2 separate regions of the Triticum aestivum genome follow, and region 1 is linked to region 2. Evidence: chromatin contacts called from public Hi-C data. All regions are on one chromosome and are shown on one strand. Each heading gives the region's core, a stretch centred on a gene start, on an enhancer-like site or on the middle of the called end of the contact. The rest is flanking DNA. Distances are from core to core; before and after follow the strand shown. Region 1 holds the start of LOC123088074 (protein FAM9A). Region 2 holds the start of LOC123083066.

The links. A called contact is a pair of places that touch in the nucleus more often than the background predicts.
Region 1: a contact with region 2 is called in a Hi-C map of leaf, with 4 times the contacts expected there. The contact joins the promoter of LOC123088074 here to the promoter of LOC123083066 in region 2. A contact is called at or near these places in 2 of 5 Hi-C or Micro-C datasets (both in leaf).

What each region holds. Positions count from the first base shown.
Region 1 is chr4A:677,647,268-677,653,740 of IWGSC CS RefSeq v2.1, forward strand. It overlaps LOC123088074 (protein FAM9A), which reads left to right and starts at 5,089. Exons shown (of 9, transcript XM_044510230.1): 1 at 5,089-5,239; 2 at 5,327-6,461. LOC123088073 (alpha-1,2-galactosyltransferase gmh3) reads left to right here. Exons shown (of 7, transcript XM_044510229.1): 4 at 1-214; 5 at 1,211-1,452; 6 at 1,545-1,867; 7 at 3,069-4,356. The coding sequence ends at 1,308. It overlaps LOC123089026 (small nucleolar RNA U3), which reads right to left and starts at 4,885; the gene lies at 4,667-4,885.
Region 2 is chr4A:677,374,471-677,381,439 of IWGSC CS RefSeq v2.1, forward strand. LOC123083066 reads right to left here and starts at 3,316. Exons shown (of 1, transcript XM_044505206.1): 1 at 1,632-3,316. The coding sequence starts at 3,232. The coding sequence ends at 1,796.

The sequences.
Region 1 (6,473 bases), core at 3,839-6,338, 270 kb after region 2:
ACATGGTGGAACCATACATCATTTGTACAATTTGGTTCCACAAAAAGTGGGGATAATGCAGCACTGAAGCATATCGTGGATCACTTGTCACCTGAAGAAACAAAAGAACACGTCCGTATAGCAAAAATGCAGTGCCTCTTCAACTCATATCCTTGGGTTGCTACGTGGAAATCAGTTCACCGCCTGATCTTCCACCCATCCACTACATGGAAAGGTTTCCTGATATGCTCATTCCCTATTCATTCCATAGATGCTGCAGTTATTTGCATTCGAAAGTGAAAGAAGTACTGGATTGTTAATGAAGACTGGATCTCCTAAGAGTTCTTCAGATTTATCTCCTAAGACTCGATTGAAGTGCTACATGTGCCTTTTGTGATTGAATATCAGTCCATACTAAGCTAAACGGTGCACTGGTATTTAGAATTGAGCACATGATATATGTGGTTGAAGTGTAATGTTTCTGAATACATGATTATTCCCACTCTAAAGAAACAGAATCTGAATTAAATCAGGAGTCCGTTACTCATGAACAAGAAAGATGACATGTACTGTTCTCTGCCAATACATGTACAGTCCTCTCAAGAAAAATATCATATGTAACATGTCAGTTGTTTATAATCAACCAGACACTGGGTTGTTCTTAGTCATCTTATTCCTGTTGGCCACTGCTTCACTAATTTATAATCAAATTTTAGTTCTTAGCTGAAATAAGCCATTCACAGAAGTAAACACTCCCTTTCTTCCGAGAAATTTTGCCTGTTATGTATGGCACATATCAGGTGCAAGTATCCATTTCGTGAAAATATGAAAAATTAGGCCTGGATGAATTTAGAAGGTGGACATTAGTTAATCAAACATCTGTTCGAAGTGTCAACTTCAAACTTGACTCGTGTTAGGAGAAACTAAAAGGAGAAGCCCTTGACATATTCTAAGTTATAGATATAGACAGAAAAGACAAAAGTCGCCACTGACAACAGTTTTCTCCTTTTTATTTATCATAACACAAATAAATTTGAAATTAAAAATTGAAAGCTCTGTTTGATGAATTAAATACTTCTCCTGGATTCTTTTTAGAAAACTATCCATGCTGCATGTTTGTTTGGTGCTGGAATCATGATTGTTTGTCAAATTCTCACCAAATTCACGTTGTTACTTCGTACATTGCCATTATCATCTGCACATAGTTGCTCAGTGCGTGTTGACTGTGCAGGGGCTTATTCAGATGGAGATTTCATGGTCCATTTTGCTGGCCTAAATGACAAGCGAGGCTGGACATCAAGAATTCTTAGAGAGATAACTCACCGATGAGGATAATTACCCCAATTTTAAAGTGATCGATGGAGGATCCAGAATTTTATGTGAAGAGCCTGATTGTTTTTGCATCATATTCTGTTGTAGACTGCCATTTTAGTTGGACAGCATGTTCCGTTTCTAATCATCTATTATTAAAAGGTTGTCTCCCACTAACTACTTCTGCAAACCTCTCATCCAGCCATGTCATAAAAAATACTCGACATTCATTTCTGGACAGCTCTTATGCACAGGTGTTTGATTCAGAAGCACAACACATCCATCTGCCTCCTTTAATACCTCGCCAATATCCACCGATCTCTCACATCCAACAGATCGACATTACAACACTACATCAACCCATCAAGGCTTCTCTGCCATCACCGGGGAATGTGGAGCTGCTGCTGCTGCTGCACGACTTACCCCATGGCTAGCGGCACCGCCCCTGGCCCAAGCCCCCGGTGCCTGCCTCCATGGGGTTAGTGTAAAAAGTGGCAGCATTGGACCTTGGCATGCCACTGACATTCTTGAGAGGCACCTGTTGTCGTCCACTTCGTGTGTGTCTACGAATCTGCAGGTATGGTCACGTTCCAGTAATCACTCTTGATAGGCAGCGTCCTTTTGATACTTCCTTGTGGCTGTTGTAGATTTCCCATATAGTTGATCCAGTAGTCAGCATCCTTCTCCGATGGTTTCTCTAGGATTTGTTTGTGTATTCTCTGATTGCACCAATGTGTTCTCTTTTATTAGCTTGATTTATCTATGGTAGGAACTTGCTTTTCCAAGAACTGTAGGATTTTTTGCCAAATTGAAATGGGAACTTGAACGGTTCAGGCTCAACTTGTCAGTTCATTCAACCTTTTGATGTTAGGCTTGTCAGTAGAAGAGATGTAGATCACATCCTGAGAACCCACACTGCAGCCTGGGCAGGCAATGCAAAGCCTGTGAGTTAAATGTCACTAATTAAACTCCACATCGATCTGACCTCTATATGGGTGTTTTTGCCACCATCTAACTTCCTCTGGGTCTACTTGCATCCATACAGTGCTGCCGTCATACCATGAAAATTGTCATATTAGTGTACTATTTTCACAAGTTTCTGTTGTCTAATCTCCCTTTAAATTTGCTTCGGTCCATCTAGATCCGTTAAATTGCGCGACTGAAACGCAAAATGCCAGTGCTTCTACCTGCGTGGGGGTCTCTGAACTAGACTCTCTTTTCACATGGTGTTGAAGCTACATCCATCCCCACCCACCCACCACCCAATGCGACTCTGTCTTCCTCCTCTTTTCAGTTTATCTCTCTTGCTTTTTCCCCAAGGTCTGAAACCAGAACCAAATTTAGTGGTGACTAGCTTTCAGCTTTTGATCCCTGAGCGCACGCATATGGCTGCTGAAAGGAGTGGAGGAGATGAGAGAGTGAGAAAGTATTCCCTGTGCTTACTGATTGTCCCCGTATGTCGAATGGAACCGGAGAAAGGAGTGGCTGGAGATCACAGGCGCGTACACCGCCCATGCCCTCGGAATCGCATTCCCCTCCCACTCGCCTCCTCTTTATATCGCGTCCCTTGCAACTTCTTTCCCTCCCCAACACACACACACGCACACACACACAGAGCTCGTGAAGTAGAGCTCGGCTCCGAGAACCTCGCACAAGTAAGTCCCAAGTGTGTTTGTCTGGTCTTGGAATGATCGTTCGTTTGTTACAGATGTTCTAGTTCCGAACGCCAAGATAGAGAAAATGCTACTAGTAATAATCTAATTATTGGCATGTTCCAGGTCCCAGGCCGGTCTCTACTGCCATGCCATGGTCGGAGACATATCCTCCCGTACATCGTGGGCGAGGATGAAGAAGAACATGACGATGAGCTTCCCGACGAGGAGCCGGCGTTTTTGCCAGTTGAACGAGCTCACCATGTGGACCGCCTCTTCCTCGACAAGTGCCAGGGAGATCTGCTCGTGCCATGATGAGGTCGTTCAACCAGCAAAACGGCGGCGGTCGTCGTCATCGGCTGGTTCGGTGGCGCCCAAGCCCTCGCGGGACACGAGGCGCAGGACCTACAAGGTGGTAGGAGGCGGTTACCTTTAGGCACTCGTCAGTGACCAACATGTTCTTGAGAACTGGGTGTCACCCTATTGGCTAGGCCTGCAAGGAGTGCAGTTAGCCCGCCCGCGTTCGGCCAGCCGGGTGTCGGTGGTGGCGACCTCATAGCCGGCAAAGCGCGCCTCGCCGTTCACCTCTTGAGCGTGGAACGGACGGTACCTCTCCACGGCGTCGTGTGGGCCTGAGGCATAGCAGTTGGTGATGGCGAAGCGGCGCTCGGCCCCGGCTCTTGTTTTCAAGAATGCGGATTTAGTTCTGCACATGAAGTAGTGAGGATATGCTTGGAAGACGAAAACAGCCTCCGAGATGATACCCATGATTTGCTCTAGCTCGAGCCTCTATGATTTGTTTGTGTGTCGTCTGATCACGGCAATGTGTTCTCGTTTATGAGCTTGATCTACCTATAGTAGGAACTTTTGTTCCACGAACTGTAGGATTATTTGCCAACTGAAACTGGAACTTGAACGGTTCAGGCTCAACTTGTCGGTCAATTCAACCTCTTGCTGCTGGGTTTGGGAGTAGTACATATGTAAAACACATCATGGGAGCCCTCACTGCAGCCTGGGCAGGCTCTTTTTCTTTTTTGTAACTTTTTTCGAAAAGGTTCTTTTTTGTAACTTACAAGAGGTTATTGTTTGTCCCCGTCAGGTGCCGCTGAAGCAAACTTTGGCGTCGATCAAGCACTGATCGCGGTATCATGTACGAGTAATACTGATGACGGTGGTTGCTGTAAGCCAGTTGGGTGGGTTCTTGAGAGCCTGTCGTGCAAAGAGATAATGCTGTGAATGTGATGGTTAAACTCGACGTGGTTTATTGTTGTGGGGCAACTATCACGCTCACACTCAACATACATTTGAAATCTCTGATATGTTAGAAGGAGCAGTGGTGAACCATATTGTCTGGCTCTACTGACTCCTGTTGCTATATCATGAACTGAATCATAGATTATTTCAGTTGTCTGTATGATTACAAATAGAAATAGATTCTGTGGTTGAAGAAGCTAAAAAATGAATCAGATTGTGTGGCTAAAGAAGTTTAAAATATAACTGCAGATTATTTGTAGGCGCTTCAGATTCTGTGAGGAAAAAAATAGTTAGATTATGTGGTTAAAGAAGTTTGAAAATGAAACTGCAGATTATTTTCTTGAAGATGACTCTGTAAGCAAGAAGAAAAGGGTTGCATTTTCACTGTGTCTGTCAGACGGCCCAAGTCTGGAAGAAGTACAATGGTGAAAAATTCTGCAGCAAAGTAAAAAATAAAAAATGAATTTTTGTGTCTGTCAGACAACCACTGGGCCACCCTGCACAGGTGTGAGCCAGGCAGGAACGATCCTCTACAGCCGTAGATGCACCCATCAGGTGAATCTGAGCCGTTAATCACGCTCTGGCCCAGTGGTCAGAATTCATCAACCAGACTGAAGTGCTTGCCTCCTTATTGGTAAAGGATGCAGCGGTACGAGCCTATAGAACAGATCCTGTTCAAGTAAGGTCGTGCTACAAGATGCAGCGCCTCGCCTTATAAACCGGTTCCGCGCGCCGTGAACTTCCGAGGTGGGACTAATGTATGGCAAGCAACGCTGCAGCGACCGCCTCGGCCAGAGACACACCAGAAGAACCCGTGGGTCTCGGCCCATGAAGCTGGGCTGGAGAATGAGCCCAGCCCATCTAAGAGCAGCCGTCTCTCTCTCGTCTCATTTCTTCTCCTCTGTTTTCCTATCGCTCCAGCCTCCAGGCGCCTTGGCCGGAGCTCCGACGATCTTCCAGCAGCGATGGCCGAGACCGGAGAAGACGACGGCGAAGTAGCCGCTCCTCTTCCTCCCCCTCCCCCTCATACTCTGGCGAAGCCAGTAAGCAGCAGTGTAGACATTCCTGAGTAGATCGATCGGTTGCGGATCCCTTTCCCCCCTTAACCCGCCGCTCCTTCCTCCCTGCAGCGCACTACTTCGACGATGAGGCGGCGGAGCAGAGCACCAGCACAGGGTCGGCGACGAGCCGTCCTCACGGATGGAGAACCTTCCTCGCCTGGGGTAGCTGCCCTGAATCACAGCAGGGCAAAAAAAAGTACTCTTTACTTGAGCATTTCACTGTTACCCCGAGGATCCAAGCAGTGCGTCAAAATTAGTCCTTGATGTGATTCCTGTGGTGTTCTCCACGGATCTGAACCTCTGGGGCAAAAAAAAAAGGGTGTTTTATGGGTTTTGTTGCCTGGGACGGGCAGGGAGCTTGGATAAAAATTCAACCCGACTAAAAATTCAGGCCCTTCCTTGACCCTTGTCGTGGGAGTTTCAGCCTGCTGTGATGTCACTGCTTCCTCTTAAAGAGGCTGTGAGGAGGACAAGCATTGTTTGGAGAGAAGTTGGAAAATGCTCTGGACATTCCGTTGTAATCTGTGTTTTTATGGCCCCAGTGATCTGGATTTAGACACTGATGAACGACACATCTTTGGTTTTCTGAAAATAAAACGAGCTAAGTTCACTGAGGCTGTAAATTGGATTACTAAGTGGCATAGTGGGATAGGGGTCGATAACTTCTGCATCGGGTGTGGCTTGCACAAAGAGGACTTTCGATCATCTTGACAGGTGGATTTTACTTTGCCGCTTCATGGAAAGCGAGGATCATAGCTTTTGACCTGGAGAAAACCTATTCGCCATCCGAAGAAGTTCACCACTTTCCTCTTGAGGCCTTGGGTGTACAAGGCAGCTCTTGTGTGCATTCTTTGTTTCTCGCTGCTGTTTCTATAAAGCCATACCCAGGTATATATACATGTGGGTTTACAGTACCCAGCAGGACTAATTTAAGTATATCACACCAACTTGACAAACTTCAACATTTACTAATTCATGGAATGAATGTCAAGATGGTTGAGTTGAGTTTCATGCTGCTCTTGCCCATTTTGTGTACGAAGGACAATGGATCCCTATAGTACTTCATGGTTGCTCGAAATTAGATAAGGCTACAATAATATTGTTTAAAGGCAGCAAAGGACTGGCCCATGTATTCGCTTTAGTTCCAAGTATTTTTCCAGTGAAGATACTACATGTGCAAGCTTATATACATGGATATGAACAGGTTAACTGGTGT
Region 2 (6,969 bases), core at 2,066-4,565:
AAAAATGTTCATGTTTTCAGAAATTGTTCTTGTTCCCAAATTTTGTTCACGTATTCAAAAACTGTTCAAGCTTCAAATTTGTTTGGAAATTTTAAAATTGTTCTCCGTTTCTAATTTTGGTCTAAAAATAAAAAATATCTTCATGATTTTCAAAATTTCCTATTTCTGTTTCTTTTCTTTTCTTCTTTCTTCCTTTTCAAGTATTTATTTCCCTTTTTCTGCTTCTTTTTCTATTATATTCTTCTTTCTTTCTCTATTTTTATTTTAGAAAAGTTTGAATTCAGAATTTCTGAAATTTCCTTTTTTTTTCAATTTTGTTCACAAATTTTGAAAAATACGTTCCAAATATGTTCAGGATTTTTTGAAAAGTTCATGTTTTCAAAAAATGTTCCTGTTTTCTGAAATTTGTTCACAAATTCAAAATAGGTGCAGGAGTTTTCCAAAAAAATTTGTGGTTTGAAATATTTTTGAATCCCAAAAATTGTTCCTGTTTTTCAAATTTTGTTCACTGGTTAATAATCATTTGGGAATTTCAAAAAATGTTTAGGTTTCAAAATTGTTCAAGGGGCTTCTATATTTTCAAGAAACGGTCACTTTTTTCAAAATTTGCTCTCTTTAGTAAAAAAGAAATTTGAGTTTTTTTTTCACATTGTTAAATAAATGTTTGCTTGTACTAAAAATGTTTACAATTGGAAAATATGTTAAGGATTCAAAAAATATTGGTTCTACATTTTTGTTCGGGGTTTACAAAAGTGTTCAAAAGTTCAGAAAAGTTCCTGATTTCTCGAATTTTGTTCACAAATTGAAAGAAAGTTCATGATATTCATAAAAAGCTTGCCTCTCCCTAATATTGTTTACAGTTTCATAAATTGTTCACATATGCAAAAATTGTTTGCTTTTTAGATTTTGGTTCAGAGTTTCACTAAATGTTCCATTTATTCCAAAAATGTTCGAGTTTTGGAAAAATGTTAATGTTTTCAAATTTGTTCAAAAATTTCCCTCTTTTCTAAAATATGTTCAAGATCGATCAAAAATTGTTTGACTCTTCCACAAATTGTTCGCTTTTCTAATATTTCCAACTTTGTTAATTTGTTCACAATTTTGAAATTTTTTTTATTCAATAAATATCCGCTTTCCTAAATAATAACGCATTCAAAATTCTCAAAAGAAGAAATAGATCTGTCTCCTTTTACAGTTATTATAAGTGGCGCTGCAACATTTAAACAGCAAAATTATGTATTGCAGTGGTTATGTACCACTTCTTGACCACAGGAGGTGCTGAGTTCGAAACCTTATGAGTCCATCTCTTTTAGGAATTTTATGCTAGTCCCGCTACTTAAATGATTGCGCTGCGAAATTGTCACAAAAGGTGTTCAACTCCAGCGGCATGGTTCCTGAATAGACGAGTAAGCGTTGCGAGTTTGAGCCCAACGCGAAGCGCGAATCGTTTTCTCTAAAATAAATTCGCTTTGCGGGGTTGGCTACCTGGACCAGCCCGTTGGTTCGACGCCTCTGTGAAGCTTCACCAGTTTGCCGCATAACGCGGCACATAGGAGGTCCCAGGAAAAGGACCGGGACAACTATCACGTGACATTTGCTCAAAAAAAAATAAACTATCATGTGACATCAGCATACATCAGGTGAATGAGACCATATTATAACTCAGCTACATGAGTTCTAGGCACTCTCTTTATTATTTGCTGGTGCTAGTGCCATGAATAGAAAATGAACAGATCCGGAAGTTTTTCTGAGAAAAAAAAGAGTAGCAGACAGAGTGGTGACATGGACGAAAGATTCAAGGCTTCTTCTCCGGCGCCAGCACCGGCGTGTCCGGGGTCACGGCAGCCCATAACTCCTCAATCTCCTCGAGCGCCGCCATGTTCTCCGGCGTGAGCGTGAGCTCTGCGTCGATGCTCCCGCCGCCCTCCCGGCCGGGGTACAGCGACGTCTTGCCGTCGAACTTGTTGGCCCGGCCGCTGCGCGCCGCCACGGGCCTCCCCCAGCCGAAGTCGCAGCCGTACATGTCAAACCGCGGCGAGCTGCCCATCAAGGTCTCGGTCGGGTCGAAGAAGCGATGCGTGTACACCATGGGCTTGGCCGTCCACGCCGCCACGCGCGCCCTGATGGCCGCGTCCGTGTGCGCCGCCACGGCCCGCCCCACGGCCGCCGTCGCCCACCCGTGCCCGCGCTCGAGGAGGTCCGCGGCGCGCGCCGGCTCCGTCCCGATGGCGTAGATGGTGTTGCCGAAGTACTCCCTGGGCAGCTCCGGCCGCAGCCGCCCGCGGTTGTTGATGGAGGCGCGGCACACGGTCTCCTGCTCCGGCGCCAGCCGCCGCGCACGGGTGATGCAGCGCCAGAAGAGCGAGGACAGCGCCTGGAACCGCGTCAGGGCGGCGGCGCCGGCTGCGTCCCCAGCGGCCAGGAGCTCCTCCCGCGCGCGCTCCTTGAGCGCCGCCAGCGAGTCCGCCGAGAAGTGCAGCATCCGCTCGCGCAACGCCAGCGGGGGCGCCCGCTCGACGAGCTCCGACACGTCGGCGCACGGCAGCACGGCCGGCCCCGCCGCGCCGCCGTCCGGCGACCAGCGCTCGAACGAGGGCTTCGGCGTCGGGGGCGCCGGGGCGAGGCCGAGTCTGGCGCGCGCGAGGGCCGCCCAGCTGTTGACGAGGTCCCAGAAGGCGGTGCCGTCGGAGAGCGCGTGGTTGTAGGCGAACCCGACGAACACCCCGTCGGCGAGGTCGGTCACCTGGACGGCGAGCAGCGGCTGCTCGCGGCCGCCGTAGTTGACGGCGTCGGTGAGCTGGAAGAACTGCGCCAGCACGTCGCGCGGCACGTCGGCGTCGGGCGGGACGATGCCCGCCATGGCCACGCCGTCGGCTACGGCGTGCACGACCTCCACGCCCTGGCCGTCGCAGTCGATGTGGACGGAGCAGCCAACGACGGCGCCGGTAAGTTCGTCCCTGTGCTGCTCGGTGGCGCAGCGGCCGGCAACGGGGTAGTAGTAGACAAGCGCGTCGCCGAGGGCCGCGGCGAGGTGGTCGACGACGCCGGCGGCGGTGGAGAGGGCGGATGCCGAGGAAGAGGGTCTGTGGAAGAGGAGGCCCTTCTGGATGTAGTTGGCGGACAGCATGGCGGCGTCCCAGGAGGTTAGCGGGATGCGCTCGCGCGGGCGCGGCGGCGGCGCCACCGTGCGCGATGACACCACGCGCACCATGGACGGCGACGGCGACGGCATTGCGCTTGTTTGGGGATAAAGATTAGTAGCAGGTTTGTTGCTAGCTGCAGGCTGGACAGTGTACAAATTGGAGCAGAAATTTGTAGGGGTTGCTAATTAACATTACTGATTTGGTTGGTTGGTGGCGGTAAAAAAATTGGACCTTTACCAGGCCAGCCAGATCAATTTCATTTTTAATTTGGGCACATGATATCTACAGATACGCGCATTGCTTAGCAATTCTATTTTAGCAAATCAGTCAGATTTCACGTGTGGAGTGAATCCTCCGTTTCAAAATATAAAGTATATTGTTTTTTGAAACGGCAAACCTCTCTAAGTTTGACGAAATTTATAAAGAAATATATTAATATACATAATATCAAATGGGCACCATTAGATTCATCCTGAAATGAATTTTTTATTTTATACTCCCTCCGTCCGGAAATACTTGTCCAAGTAATATTTGTATCTAGATGTATTTTAGTTCTAAACTAGAAGAACGTCCGTGCGTTGCAACGGGGCCACATTAACTTTAAGAGTTCAATATTACGACATTGGCGATTTTTTTTACCATCAAATCCTCACACACACACACACACTCTCCCTCCCTCTTCCTCACTCTCTCTCCCCCTCTCCCTCTCTCTAACACACACACATATCCATCTTATTGGGTACGGGACCATAATTCATCTATTTCACACACACGCGCTAGTGCATAACAATATGGATTATGTGTATTATATTTGCCACCAGAACTGAGGGAATTAACTTTAAGAGTTCAATATTCTGACCATGGGATATTTAGGCTGGCGTATATGGGAAATCAAAGCTAAAAATGACTCAATGAGTTAGGGATACATCAATAAATATTGTAAAAAGTGATAAAAACAAATCTGCAGCAACTGCGACCCCACGAACTCGTATTCGCAATGAGCAAGTTAGTGAGGCTGCCACGGTAGGCTAGCACCAAGGGACAAGGGCAATAGCCGCCTTCCCATTCAACCTACTGATTCTGCTGGCGCTACTTTCATCCTAAGCCCATGAGTACCGCTAGTGTGTTGCCACGTACGGAGAAACTACGAACTGAAATTTTCATCCAAATCATGAAAATTGTTAATGTTCCTCTCCTCTCCCATCCCTCGTGTGAACATACCCAATTCGTGGTTGGCTCGCTACATTCAGCGTAGCTCTGATGTGCACTGCCCTCGCTCTTGATTAGTTGCCGCAGTGCCACGCATCTACGCCAACAAGCTGGTGAAACAAATGCAAATGTTACACTGAGTCAAAATCAACCATCCCACAATTATAACAATAGAAAAGATAATAACCAAAATTTAACAAAAGAACTACTGCTTGGCTCCCAGATCCATCTCGATAGCCCTTGATCTGGCTGCTAAGCTTCTCCTAGCCGCCTCAACATCATGTCATTACCAAACATGTAGTGGATGCCTAGTGGGACAAGGATTAAGAAATCACATGAGGTGAAAATACGATGGCTGTCAATTCCATAAGACGATCCAAGTAATTTGACAAAACAGATCGGGAGCATCTTGTATAATCTCAAAAAAGCAACTAAAAATATGAGAAATGAATTGATGAAAATCATCCCCTGCTCTCATTCATGCTTGCTTTTGTAATGGGAGGCAAGGAATGGAGATACCGGGAGAAGAAAGGAGCACATGGACGGCAAGCCTCCACCACCGGCAAGTGGGGTTGCTTCACATCCAATCTCCACGGCCGCCGCCTCCATGGGGACGAACTCCCTTGTTCACAACCGGGCTCCCAATCGGCCGCTGCCTCGCCGACCTTGACGACGAAGTAGTCCCTCCCTTCGATCCCATTCGCAACGGAGGCAACACCCATCCCAGCGGACGGATCCGCGGTGAGATCCCTACTGGATTGTGGTCGTGCCTCCCCAAACCTCACTGCGGGACACATGAGAGGGTGTCGTTGCCATGGTCAGGCTTGGATGGGGAAAGGAGGCAACATAGCAGCAACGGCGCCTTCGCCGGGATTGGTGGCGATGACGGCAGCGAGCGAGCGGGAGGACGGCAGCGGCGAGAGAGTAGGAGGGTGGTGGCGGCAGTCCATCGGCTGCCGTGACGTGAGAGGAGGATGGGGATGGGGCTGCGATCTGGACGTATGGAGCGGTCGAGAGGAGGGGAAGCAGGCGGCTGGGTTTTTCCATCGAACGGGGTTTGGGGGAGGTCAAACAAGAGGTTCTTTTTTCGTGCGGGAGGCAGAGCAACGAGGGTGGACGTAGGGAGACGGGACGCGGTCGGTTGGCAGGAAAAGGAAAGCTATGCATTTTTTTAGGCAGTAGAGATGATTGATGATAAGAAAGGGAAAATCACATCAATATAAGGAAATATCCCATCAATACTTGATTGATTGTTATTTATTTTTTATATGGTAACTAATCTGATGGGTTTATGTGGGTGGTCCATCAATACTTGATTGATTGTGATTTATTTTTTATATGGTAACTAATCTGATGGGTTTATGTGGGTGGTGAAGCGAAAAGGCAAGTGGGAGGGAGACGAAATAAAACCAGCAAAATAGAACCAACGAAAGTGGTGAGACGAAAAAACCCAGCGAAAAATAACCGGCAGACTATTCACCAACTGCTCCATTAGTAATAGAGATACATTCATTTGTATCAATTTCTATGACAAGTATTTTCGGACGGAGGGAGTATCATTTAGTATTGTTGATGGCAATATTTTTGGCTTTGAAATTGGTCAAAGTTAAAGAAATTTGACTTTCAAAAACCTAACACACCTTATATTTTAGAACTGAGGGAGTATTTGGTTTGGCGAGTGCGGGAGTGTGTTTCCTTTTATTTATAATGTGGTGTTTTGATCGGCTTCCGGCAGTGTGATTCAATGCTACTATATTGTGCTACAATATTGCGTTGGTACTTCTTTTTTGTAGGTGGTGAGAGGGTGCATGGTATGATATGTTTTATAGGCCAACTCCTCGCGACTGATATTAAAAATCATTGACCCGTTCAAAATTATGAATCAAATCCAAAATTAAACACCTCAATCAAATGGGATGCTTTAAAATTAAGGAGCATAATGAATTGATTTTTTTAATAAAATAGCTCCTTCAAAAACTGTTGAGATGACCCAATTTTAAATTAAAGACCTCAATTGAATATGAGACCTTAAAAATTAGGGAGCATAGTGTATTTATAGATTCCAATCAAAAGGGATGTTGTACTGAATGGTTAGATGTAAGTACCACTAGAATCCTTTTTCTTTTTCTTTTGAATTGGACGGCACCAGAATCTGAGAGAGATAGACTACGAAATTTCACATCCATGATTAATTAACTGTAGTATTACAACATTACTCCAGTACGAAGGTGTGCATATGCATGTGTAGCTAACTACTACTCCTTCCGTTTCAAAATATAGGACGTTTTGACAGTTCAAATTGAACTGCAAAACCTCATATATTTATGAACAGAGGGTGTAGAAAATTTCATTGCAACATAAATATATATTAGTGCAAGTTATATAAGTTTTCATCCTTGTGTTGATTTCACATGACACGTGTGTACATTTTCTCGTCCAAGCTGCATGTGTCCATTTTTCACAAAAAAATAAAAAGAAAGGCTGCGAGTGTCCATAATATTGGCAAAACCCAGATAAATCAATGTAATCAAACACATCGTCTAGATTGACTGTTTAACTCAGAACATGCTAGTACAAATATGAGTATTGGAGGCGTTAAAAATCTCTATCCACGTGA